Regions from separate parts of the Gossypium hirsutum genome. Here region 1 is linked to region 2. A link is a contact called in public Hi-C data. All regions are on one chromosome and are shown on one strand. Each heading gives the region's core, a stretch centred on a gene start, on an enhancer-like site or on the middle of the called end of the contact. The rest is flanking DNA. Distances are from core to core; before and after follow the strand shown.

The links. Hi-C and Micro-C count contacts between places; a contact is called where the count stands out from the background.
Region 1: a Hi-C map of leaf shows a contact between it and region 2, with 4 times the contacts expected there. The contact joins two enhancer-like sites. A contact is called at or near these places in 13 of 34 Hi-C or Micro-C datasets (anther, callus, hypocotyl and 3 more).

The regions. Positions count from the first base shown.
Region 1 is chrA01:74,217,246-74,222,560 of Gossypium_hirsutum_v2.1, forward strand. It overlaps LOC107942331 (zinc finger protein SHOOT GRAVITROPISM 5), which reads left to right. Exons shown (of 3, transcript XM_016875988.2): 2 at 1-89; 3 at 527-1,425. The coding sequence ends at 1,247. Among protein-coding and RNA genes, the nearest start is that of LOC107942331, 3.6 kb to the left of the region's middle. Within about 2 kb of position 3,041, at least 3 of the 9 cell types and tissues checked have an H3K27ac peak or open chromatin away from gene starts, as enhancers often do. A contact at or near this core is called in leaf, where this site is marked.
Region 2 is chrA01:73,596,825-73,601,973 of Gossypium_hirsutum_v2.1, forward strand. No RefSeq gene overlaps it. Among protein-coding and RNA genes, the nearest start is that of LOC121207816, 58 kb to the left of the region's middle. Within about 2 kb of position 3,452, at least 2 of the 9 cell types and tissues checked have an H3K27ac peak or open chromatin away from gene starts, as enhancers often do. A contact at or near this core is called in leaf, where this site is marked.

The DNA of each region.
Region 1 (5,315 bases), core at 1,791-4,290, 620 kb after region 2:
GGTTACGCTGTTCAGTCTGATTACAAGGCTCATCTCAAGACTTGTGGCACCCGGGGCCATTCTTGTGACTGTGGCCGTGTCTTTTCCAGGTCACTCTCACTTCACTTCTTCATACCCCCAAAAATACAACCTCCTTCTCTTTCCTCTTTCCTCTCAATTTTTTTTCCACATTCAAACCCTAAAAATACCCTCAAAATCCAAGAATGATTTCCTCTTCCCTATTCCCCATAACATGTTTTTGTTTGTTTACTTAATTAAAACCCAATTACACGCAAAATAGTTGTTTACAGACACTAGAATTCAGACCCCAGTTCATTTTTTAATTAGTATTTTCATACAGGAAACCTAGTCTCATAATCCGACCTATAGTTAACTAAAATCAATTTTATATTGCTTTGTTCCTCGTTAACCCTACATGAAGAGGACTTGGTTGCTTCCTTGACTTAGTTTGTTTAATCCAAACTTGATTATTTAAAAAAAAAAACCTGGAACAGTCCAAATTCTCATCTAATCTGTGTCGTTTCAGGGTGGAGAGTTTCATTGAACACCAAGATGCTTGCACCACTCGACGAGTTCAACCTGAGTTGCAGGCGCAGCTGCAACCTGCAGCAGCCTGCTCCTCTCGGACGGCTTCAAGCACTAGTCCTTCAAGCGATGCCAACTTTAGCATCGCCCCATTGCATGGATTGCCGATTACAAAATCAACGGAGCCTGTTTTCTTGTACAAGCGTGTGTCTGGTTCAGACCATCAGCGCCAACATCTGCAACACAATCTTGAACTTCAACTTCTACCTTCATCAACCGCTAACTCGAGGGATTCAGATGAGGAGTACGCTACTCATTTGAAGCTATCGATAGGGTCCAACGACGGTGGCGAAAAGAATGCAAGTAAAACGACATTGGAAGCTAGTAGGTTGAAAGAGTTCGCAAGTGGGCAGCTAAAGTTGGCCATGGCCGAGAAGGCCTACGCCGAAAAGGCTAGACAAGAAGCTAAGAGACAGATCGAGATGGCTGAGCTTGAGTTCGCTAGTGCAAAGAGGATAAGGCAACAAGCGCAAGGTGAACTGGAGAAAGCTCAAGCCTTGAAAGATCAAGCCACAAAGAAGATAAGTGCTACAATCATGCAGATCACTTGTCAAACTTGCAAGCATCAGTTCCAAACATCAACAGCTGCTGGTCCAGATGATGAGACCTCACTTGCTATGAGTTACATGTCTTCAGCCACAACAGAAGGGGAAGGAGAGTGACGGCAAGTTGATCATGCAATGATGAATGATCAACCCCCATTAGCCCTTAAATCTCTTTGTTCTTTGATCTGCACGTTGAGTTTTTCTTTGCTTTGTCAACTAGTTTTTCTTCACTTATTCTAACCACTATCGTGGATTTGATATAAGAAAAAGAAGAAGAAAATGGTCGTTTTAAGCAGTTCTTGAATTGATTTACTATATCTTCATTTGTTTAATAGAAAAAAGGGGGGGGCGGGGGTAGACATTGCAATTTAATTAAATGCAGTGTGAAGTACAGTATCTATATGAGATATATGAACAAATGGTCATGCCTTGAGATTTTCTCAACCTCTTATTGCACTGCTACACCTGCAGGTATGCCATGTGAATGTTTTAAACATCAGGGCACATTTTATCGTCCGCTTGACTTCAAATATGCTGAATCCCATCATAAAGCTTGGAGAGAAACCTATCATTTCAGATTATTCTTCTAGCCACTAGCCCAAGTCTTATATATACGAGTGTGTGTGTGTGAAACTTATTGAATAATCCTAGATTAGGCACTGACATATATGTTTTGTTGCAATATATTTCGAGATATACAAGTTGTGACTATATTTAAAGTTGAACCGGATTAGACCATAAATTGAGAATAGAACTCTCTATGATGGGTTTTCCTACTAAAGTAAGATAAAAAGGAAAAAGAAAAACATGCTGAGGCTCACAAAATTTGTAAGTTGTATTTTAGCTCAGCAACTCACGATGGGTTTTCGTTATACTTGGACCAAAATGTGTAAAGTTTATAATAAAAACAAAACATTGAAAAAAAATTTAAGGATAACAACAAAACAAAGGGTGTTGGATTTATCTTTCCCCTAATACTATAGCCGGTTGATGCGGCTTTTCCCTTTATAAATTTTTCTTTTTGTTTTTGTCGGAAGCATTAAAATAATGGGAAGAAAAAGAAGAAGAGTTCAAAACATAATGCTTGGATTGCTTGTTAGATTTTAGGCAAATTTAAATTTCAAAGGGTCTGCATGTAAATTTAAGCCAAGCTTATGTTTATTTTTTGTCTTCTTAATGAAAATATAAATGAATGAACGACACATGGAATATGAAAATCCTCTCTTTGGGGTATTGGAGTTTTTACACATATTGGGGACCATTTTAGCTAGAAAATAGGAAGGAACCATTCAAAGATGGTGACCCATAGATTCAACCCCAAATTGAATGTTGTAAAAGAAAAGAAAGGAAGAGAGAGGAGGAAGGGTGGGAAAGGAATGTCATTTTCATTGCATTTGTGTCCTTTTAAATGCTTATAAAAACACCATGTTTTTCAGTGCCACAGTTGAAATGGTTATAGACAGGCAATGGTCCTTCTCAAACATAAACAACACATCCAATTCACTTAAAAAACACACTCTCTCTCACACTTTATCAGATTCAGCAGCAGCTATGGCAGAGCAGAGGGACACACTGCCCTTTCCCATTAAATTTTGTTTTTCATTTGAGCCAAAAATTAAATGAATAGCAGTTGTAGCAAAAGAAACACTTTCCTCGACCACCATATTTGCGCCCTTCAATCCTTCAACCCCGTATATATATGTAGCACTAGCTGTGCCTGTGTAGGGTATTTTAGTTCAGCCAAAGGCAAAGGTGAAGCAGCCCAGAAGGGTTTCCATTATTTATTTTTATTTTATGTTTTCTGGGTTCTTTATTTATTATTTATTTATAAATGAAGGGGTTAAGGCTTAGATCTTGGGTTTGGGACCACGGGCAGCTCTTTCCCCACCTTTTAATGCAGTTTCCTTTTCCTTTTTTGTTCATCGGATAGAAATGAATGGCAGTTACGTTATTTTCACTTGCTTTGGGGGATGATTTTAAACAAATAGCTCATGCACTTACTAATGTACCCAAAATAAATTTTTTAAAAAATATATATATGGAAAGGAATTAAAAAAGTAACTTTTAACTCTATGGCAGTTAAAAGAGGGATGAAATTGAAATTGAGAGAAAGGGAGGTTAAACATTAAGAAAGATCAGGTGGAGTCGCACATTTAGTTCAACAAATTGGAAAGAAAGTAAACTAGGGAGGTAAAAAAGCAGTGCCCTTCGCCAGCCAAAAGACAAGGTCAAAACTTAAATAAAATAAAACAAATACTTTTAATTATTATTTTATATAAATATAAATATACTTGTATTGTTGAGAAAAGTTGGTTTGTCTCCTCCTTGTCTTAATCTTATTTGATAGCAACTAAAATCTCTCCCACATGGGAATGTGAGGAAAAAGGTCTACTTTTAGAATAACTTATATTTCATAGCTTTTACTTTGATTCAATATTTTAATTTAAATTTGAATGCGAAAAATTATATCATCTAATTTTTATTTGGTTTGATTTAAATGAAAATGGCATAATTATTTTATTTAATTTTAATGCTTACGGTAAAAATTATCTGACTACTTAATGAATTAAATTAATTTGATTTATTGAATCTAATTAAAACATCAAATAACTTTAGAAATGCGCAGTGATCTTTTAACTATTTCAACCCTTTACAACAAACAAATTTGAGAGAGAACCATCTCAAAATGTTTGCAGCTTTTCGATTTCCTCTATACTGCAGTTTCCTTTAATGCAAATTTTGTTGGGAATGGAAACATAAATGGATTATGATCTAAATGAATATAAAAAAAAAAGAAAAAGAAAATCAATGAGTGAAATGGGAGAAGGAACTAATACATTTTTGTTAGGATACTAATTTAAGAAGTGATTGTGAGCCAGTAACCACAACAAAACTTCACAAATTTAAGGACTAATTATAGAAATAAAATAAATCTAACACATTATCAATAAAAGAAAAAAATATATTTCATAATCTTCATATCAATTTTTTTTAAAAAAAAGAGAAATACATAATAATATCTGTTTTTTTAATGAAATATATATAAAAAAAATGTATCACTTACTTTTCCCTTTATCCTTCTTTGATTTTTTATTAGGAATATAAAAAAAACCCAATTCACGGTTTAACTTTAAAAATATATTTATTTTCTCATTTTGGTATTTAAAATTTTTTATCTCAATTTGGTACTTAAAATATCAATTTTTTCTATCTTTTGTCTATTTTGTAACGGCTATTAAACAAAATTGATTAAGCAACTTTCGCCAATGGAAAAATGTCACATGGCAATTAGCTTTACTTAAAATAAAAAAAAATTTATAATATTTTTTTGTACAAAGAAAATTATAATATTAAACATTTATAATATATATTTTAAAAAGTTTAAAAGTATTTTTTTATAAATTTCTAAAATATATAATTATAAATTGTAAAAAATTAAAATAATAAATTAAAATTAAAAATGTTATAAAAATTGGAATTGAAATATATGTTAACTTTTATAATAATTTTTATATATTATTTTAACTTTTTAAAATTTATAATTATATATTTTAAAATTTTATAAAAAAAATATTTTAATTTTTTAAAAATATTATATTTATTATATAATTTTTTTATATTTTTAATTAATATTAAAAAAAATAAAAGGGGCACTTGATGTGTTCTAATAGCACAACGTAGTCAATCAACGTCGGGGCAACAATCGGTCAACGTCATTCAACACTTGATCAAAGTCAAAAATATTTTTAATATTTAAATATTTAGTATAATAATTTTTTATTTTTAATTTTTAATTTAATATTTTATTTTGAATAAACCTAATTGCTACGTGGCTCTTTTCCATTAGGCATTAGGATTTTTTTAACGGTCATTACAAAATGGACCAAAAATAGAAGAAATTGATAATTTAGGTACCAAATTTGAGAAAAAAAAGTTTAGGTACCAAAGTGAGCAATTGAGTATACTTTAGGGGCCAAATCGTGATTTAAGCCCATAGAAAATGATAATATGTTGAAAAAAGTAAAAGTACCATGGGTGTTCTTGTAGTAGGAGTTAGATTGCATTCTGCTCTCTTTACTCAAAAAATGGAGAAATTAATCCTTATACATTAGACAAAGAGCAAATTGGTCATTCTATTAAAAACTCTATCAATTTCCACTAGTAAAAATGGGTTCCTATATGTCA
Region 2 (5,149 bases), core at 2,202-4,701:
AAGTTCAAGACTTGAGCTATTGAAAAATCGTGAGTAGTTATTGATTAATCTCTGGGAAAGTAGATATAGTTACAGATGCTGAATGGAAAAAAATCTTGGGTTATTTTGTGAGTGGGATACACGATTATCTTAATTGATGATAATCTGATTTTAGCTAGATTAAAAGCTAAAGCGATGTTTTCATTGCAAGATTGAAAATCTCAGAAATGTGTTAAGGAATGGTAAGCTAAACAAGTTCAGTATGAGTTGATTTTTTATTCTAAATTTCAGGTCTGACCTGATGACTGATGTTATTATTTTGAGATAGAAATTATGTGCAGATGAATTTAGAGCTTATGCAGGAAATTTTTGTACGAGGCTCAGTAGTAGCTTATTGGTTCATTCTAGGAGTAATTAAAATGTGCAGTTATTTAAAATAGATGTTTTGGTGATCAGGTTTCTCATTTAACAGATTGGCCGAGTTATATGTTTTTAAGGTTGTTAGCTATCATAGAGTGTCAGTCCCCATTATTTCGGATTGAGATCCAAGGGCTATATCCCAATTATGGAAAAAACTACAGGAAACTATGAATACGCAGTTGATCGGTAATACCTCATAACCCTACTCTTACTATGGATACGAGTTAGGAGTGTTACAGAAACATATATGGATTAGGATACATATAAAGGCTAGGATACGTACTTGGCATAATCTGAAGGGGCTATGATGTGGATGACGTCGGTTGAGGCATTGGGCTCGATGATTGTGTGGGCGCAGTTGATGGGTTAGGTGATTGTGCGGGCCTGTTTATGGGCCCGTGCCATTATCTCTTCTCCTTAGATTTAAAGAACCCCATCGTTCCCTTTCCACACAGATTTGCCGACGCCTCTGCTCTCCCAACAACAAATATGGCTTACCATAGATTCTAAACCATGGCATGTAATCCGGGGTACACGCTAACTCTGGGACGATGATCGGTTCGCGATCAGGTATATAATCATACCGATTTTCCCAAATTTCAATATATTCCGACCAGAATAACGATCAATTCGTATTCGTTTTACGTAAGTCGATTCTATGCTGGTTATTGAGCACCTTAGGTTCCTCAGGAATCGATTGTCGAAATCCAAATTGTCGCAACACCCTATCCGTCTAGTGAATCTCGACAATAGCATAGTTGACCAATGGGACCTTAACATGCCAAATGTTCAGATTTTGAAAGAATTCATCCGGAATTACTGCCCGTATTGCCTGATCCTCATATGGTGTCCCTTACTTGCGCTTCTAGCCGTTGGTCTAGTAGAAGCCGTATATCTTTAAGAGCGATAGGAATTCCAACATAACTTGTCGGATGGTTCCACCTAATTAAATAAATTTTCAGCATATAATTTTATTTTAAATCTATGGAATAATTGTAAAATCAAATAAAAATTTTACCTTGTTATGAGTGGGAATGTATATGGATGGTTCACTTGAGGACGTAAAAATGGAAAGCGAAACCGAGCCTATGATTGTAGTAGTGACAGTTAACCTCTAATTTTTGATTTATTTGGTGGCGTCATCCCGCACATCTCTCGGTATAATGTTGCCAACACGGCAGATCCTCAACTAAGTTCGCTAGCTGCTCTAAAATCAACGAGTTTCAGCAGCCACCTCAGATGTATGAGGTTTCGTGACAAGTTCAGCATCAGATAACCTTAAATCATCTCAAGGATGTATGCCCGAGCATATCGTATTCTTTTTAATTCAGTCGAATCATTCCCTGGCTCGGGAATGTGTCTTGTAACTAGCCCATCTCGATCCGACCTCCGTAAATATTATCCAGAATCGCACCCAAAAAATAGTAGCATATGGCTCTCCAATCAGCAGATTGAACAGACTCGGTGAGTGCCACACCATCCACCGGCGATCCTAATTGTAACTGGACGTCCTCTAAAGTGATAGTACACTCTCCGCATGGAAGATGGAATGCGTGCGTTTCCGGTCTCCACCTCTCTATTAACAGGCTGATGAGTTTTGAGTCCAACTTGCACCCTCGGCCTATAGTGGCCGCGTGCCAAAAACCTGCTTCCTTCAAGTAATTTTCTATCAACGGTGATGGCAGACCAGACATGTTACGAATATAACATTGTAATACTCGATTTACACTGTTATAAAAAATTATAAAATACAAATTAATTAAAATTACATAAATGAAAAAATATTAAACAATATTCAAAAATTAAAATTAATTAAAATTATATAAATAAAAAATATTCAAAAATATTCAAAAATTAAAATTAATTAAAATTACATAAATAAAAATATTAAATAATATTCAAAATTTAAAGTAAACCGTTACCATTTTCATTTGTTCGACGGAGATATGTTTATGATCGAGATGAATTAATTCCCCAACCATTGCTAACACGATCAAATAATTTTGAAATTATAAAAAAATAATAGGAGGAGAGGGGGGCCTTATGGCCGTTGGGTATGCCCCCAAGGGAGCTTTTTTGCCACATCAGCAAAACGCTTCCACGTAAGCACATTTTGCTGATGTGGCAAAAAGCTCCATTGGGGGCGCGCTTGCTGGCATTTTCCCCCTTAAACGTAGCCACGTAGGCGCGTTTTGCAAAAAAATAGCCTTTTTCGGTAAATAATGGTATAATTGACCCATTTCGTAAATTTACTAAAAAATGAGCCTTTTTAGGTAATTTAGTCAAATTAGACCAAAAATATGTTCTTTTGGTTTCTAAAATATAAAATGCATGCATAAAAAACTAGTTTTATAGTATAACAATTTAAAAAAATTGAAAAAATAATAATATTCTTTTATAAATTTATATTTCTTGTAAACTTTTAAAATTTTATAACTTTTATATATTTTATTTTTAAATAATTTGTATATTAGCTCAGTGATTTTGAATATCACATGTATACTTTTCCACCTCCATCATTAATTTAATGTTGTTGGTCAGCGCTCAAAAGTAATTATTTAAGGTAAAAGAATTATAAATTGTTTATATTAAGTTGGGGTTATATTTTGTTCTATTTATTAAGAATTAAATAAGTTTTTGCATATTAGATTAAAAAGTAAATTAGTTATCATGTTAAAAATTTTATCCATTTCTATTATTATAAATTAGAAAGTGTATGTCAGCATGAGGTACATATGTCATATCATGTGTCATTGTTTAATTATTTCAACAGCCACATTAGTTTTTATCAGTGTAAATGGATGTAATTTTTAACAAAAAAAAGAGATCAATTTACTTTTTAATCTAATATATAGAAATTAAATTACTCATTTTTTAAATAGAGAAGACAAAATATTGACTCTTAATAGAAACACCTCCATGACCAAACAAAATAAATAAATTTTAAATATATCAAAGTTAAAATATTCGAAAAGTCATAAGTTTTTGTAAACAAAAGCAAATTAAAAACTCCGTTTTTTTTTCATTATTGGGAACTGTGGCATTGGTTTCGGCCTAATCAAGCTAAGCCCAAATACTTCAAAGGTCTATTGTTTTATATGGGCTTCTCCTGCCCCCACTTTAAATCCATTTTCACCCCTTAGTTTCAAACCCTTTTTTCTTTTTTTTTTTGAACTTTTTCCCCCTATTCCGTTGAAAAGCAAGAAATCCTATTAATTGATGAATATATAACAGTTCTTTAAAATAATATGGGGATCCTATTATTTCTTTGGTAACAATAGCGTAATGAAAGTGAAATCGTATAAGAGGAGTAACTGTAATGAAACCCTTCTTTTTCTTCTTTATTCCCCTTTTAAGGCTTCTCATATGGACCATAAACTTTTCTATGGAAGGTGACAAGGCCCACAATCAATCAAAGATGGGGAAGTTGGCCTTTCCTATACCTAATTTATTACTTAGTTAAATAAAAAAAAGAATTGCATTTCTCACTCTATTAACAATTAATAATTCAATTTAAGTTTCCAGCCCAAGATTATATTCTTAAAAATAATTTATGCATTGTATAAATAATTTATTTGATGTAATCATAGATAGAATTCTTGAATACATCACTTGGTGTGCCCACTAGGAAGTTAAAAATTTTCATTCAAACTCAACTTGATTAAGACATTTTAACCCCTAAAATATGCTACAACTTGAGGATTATATACCCTATTCATTGCCATCATCAACACACTTGATAGCCCGACAACTTAACTACTTTCTTCAAAACCACATATTACATTAATTACTACACTCTAACCACTAATATTGTTTGAATGTGGATTGAACACCAGTCGGGGTATCAATTTAGAGGGGACTTTGAGTCAGTTGATTCGGAAATCGATATGGATCGATTCAACCAGACAAAAAATCTGTTGAACTGAATCTTTTAAATTTTTTTTTAATTTTTAGTAATTTTTTAATTGAATCTATCATATTGATAAATCAATAACTTAACTGATTTGATCACTAATCTGATTTAAAAAATATTATGAATATATATATATATTTTGCAGCAAGCTGTGAGGCTGTGACAATGTAAGATGTTGGCGTTGGATTCTCCATTGAAATGTCCTCAAGTTTTTGTGAAGACTTTAGAAATTCAACCAACAGAATAGATTTTGATTAGTGTATTTGAGGAATAGCTGGGATTTCATTTCTGTCAAATAATGATTAAAATATCTATCAAATATTTTATAATATTCATTTATTTGTTAAATCGAGTAGTAAAAAATTTGTTATCTTTAAATAAAATTTTGAATTTAAATTTTATGGATAAAATAATTCCCCCATGGTCTTATCATATCTATAACAAAATCAAACACTTGGTTGTTATAATCTGTTTTATCCTGGTGGAGGAATTTGGAGAATAGATATGATTACCCATAGCCCTGATTGATGCTATAATTAAGCTAGTAAATGTTGACGGACCTTCCATCAAGCAGAAAAAGAAAAGAAAAGAAAATGTATAAAATTGTACATCTAATTTTGCATTGAATTGATATTTGTATAATATCCTTTTTGCATTATAGAATTAATCTTTTTGTATATGATGATGAATATATATCAAATGAAAGGACTAACATATTTGACTTGTTGGCCTCAATTATTAGTGGGTGAAGTCTCTTTCATTAATAATGCCTCCTGCAAACATACACACCCATTTACAACAATGTTTTCCTCACAAGGAAGAAAACCAGGCAGCTTT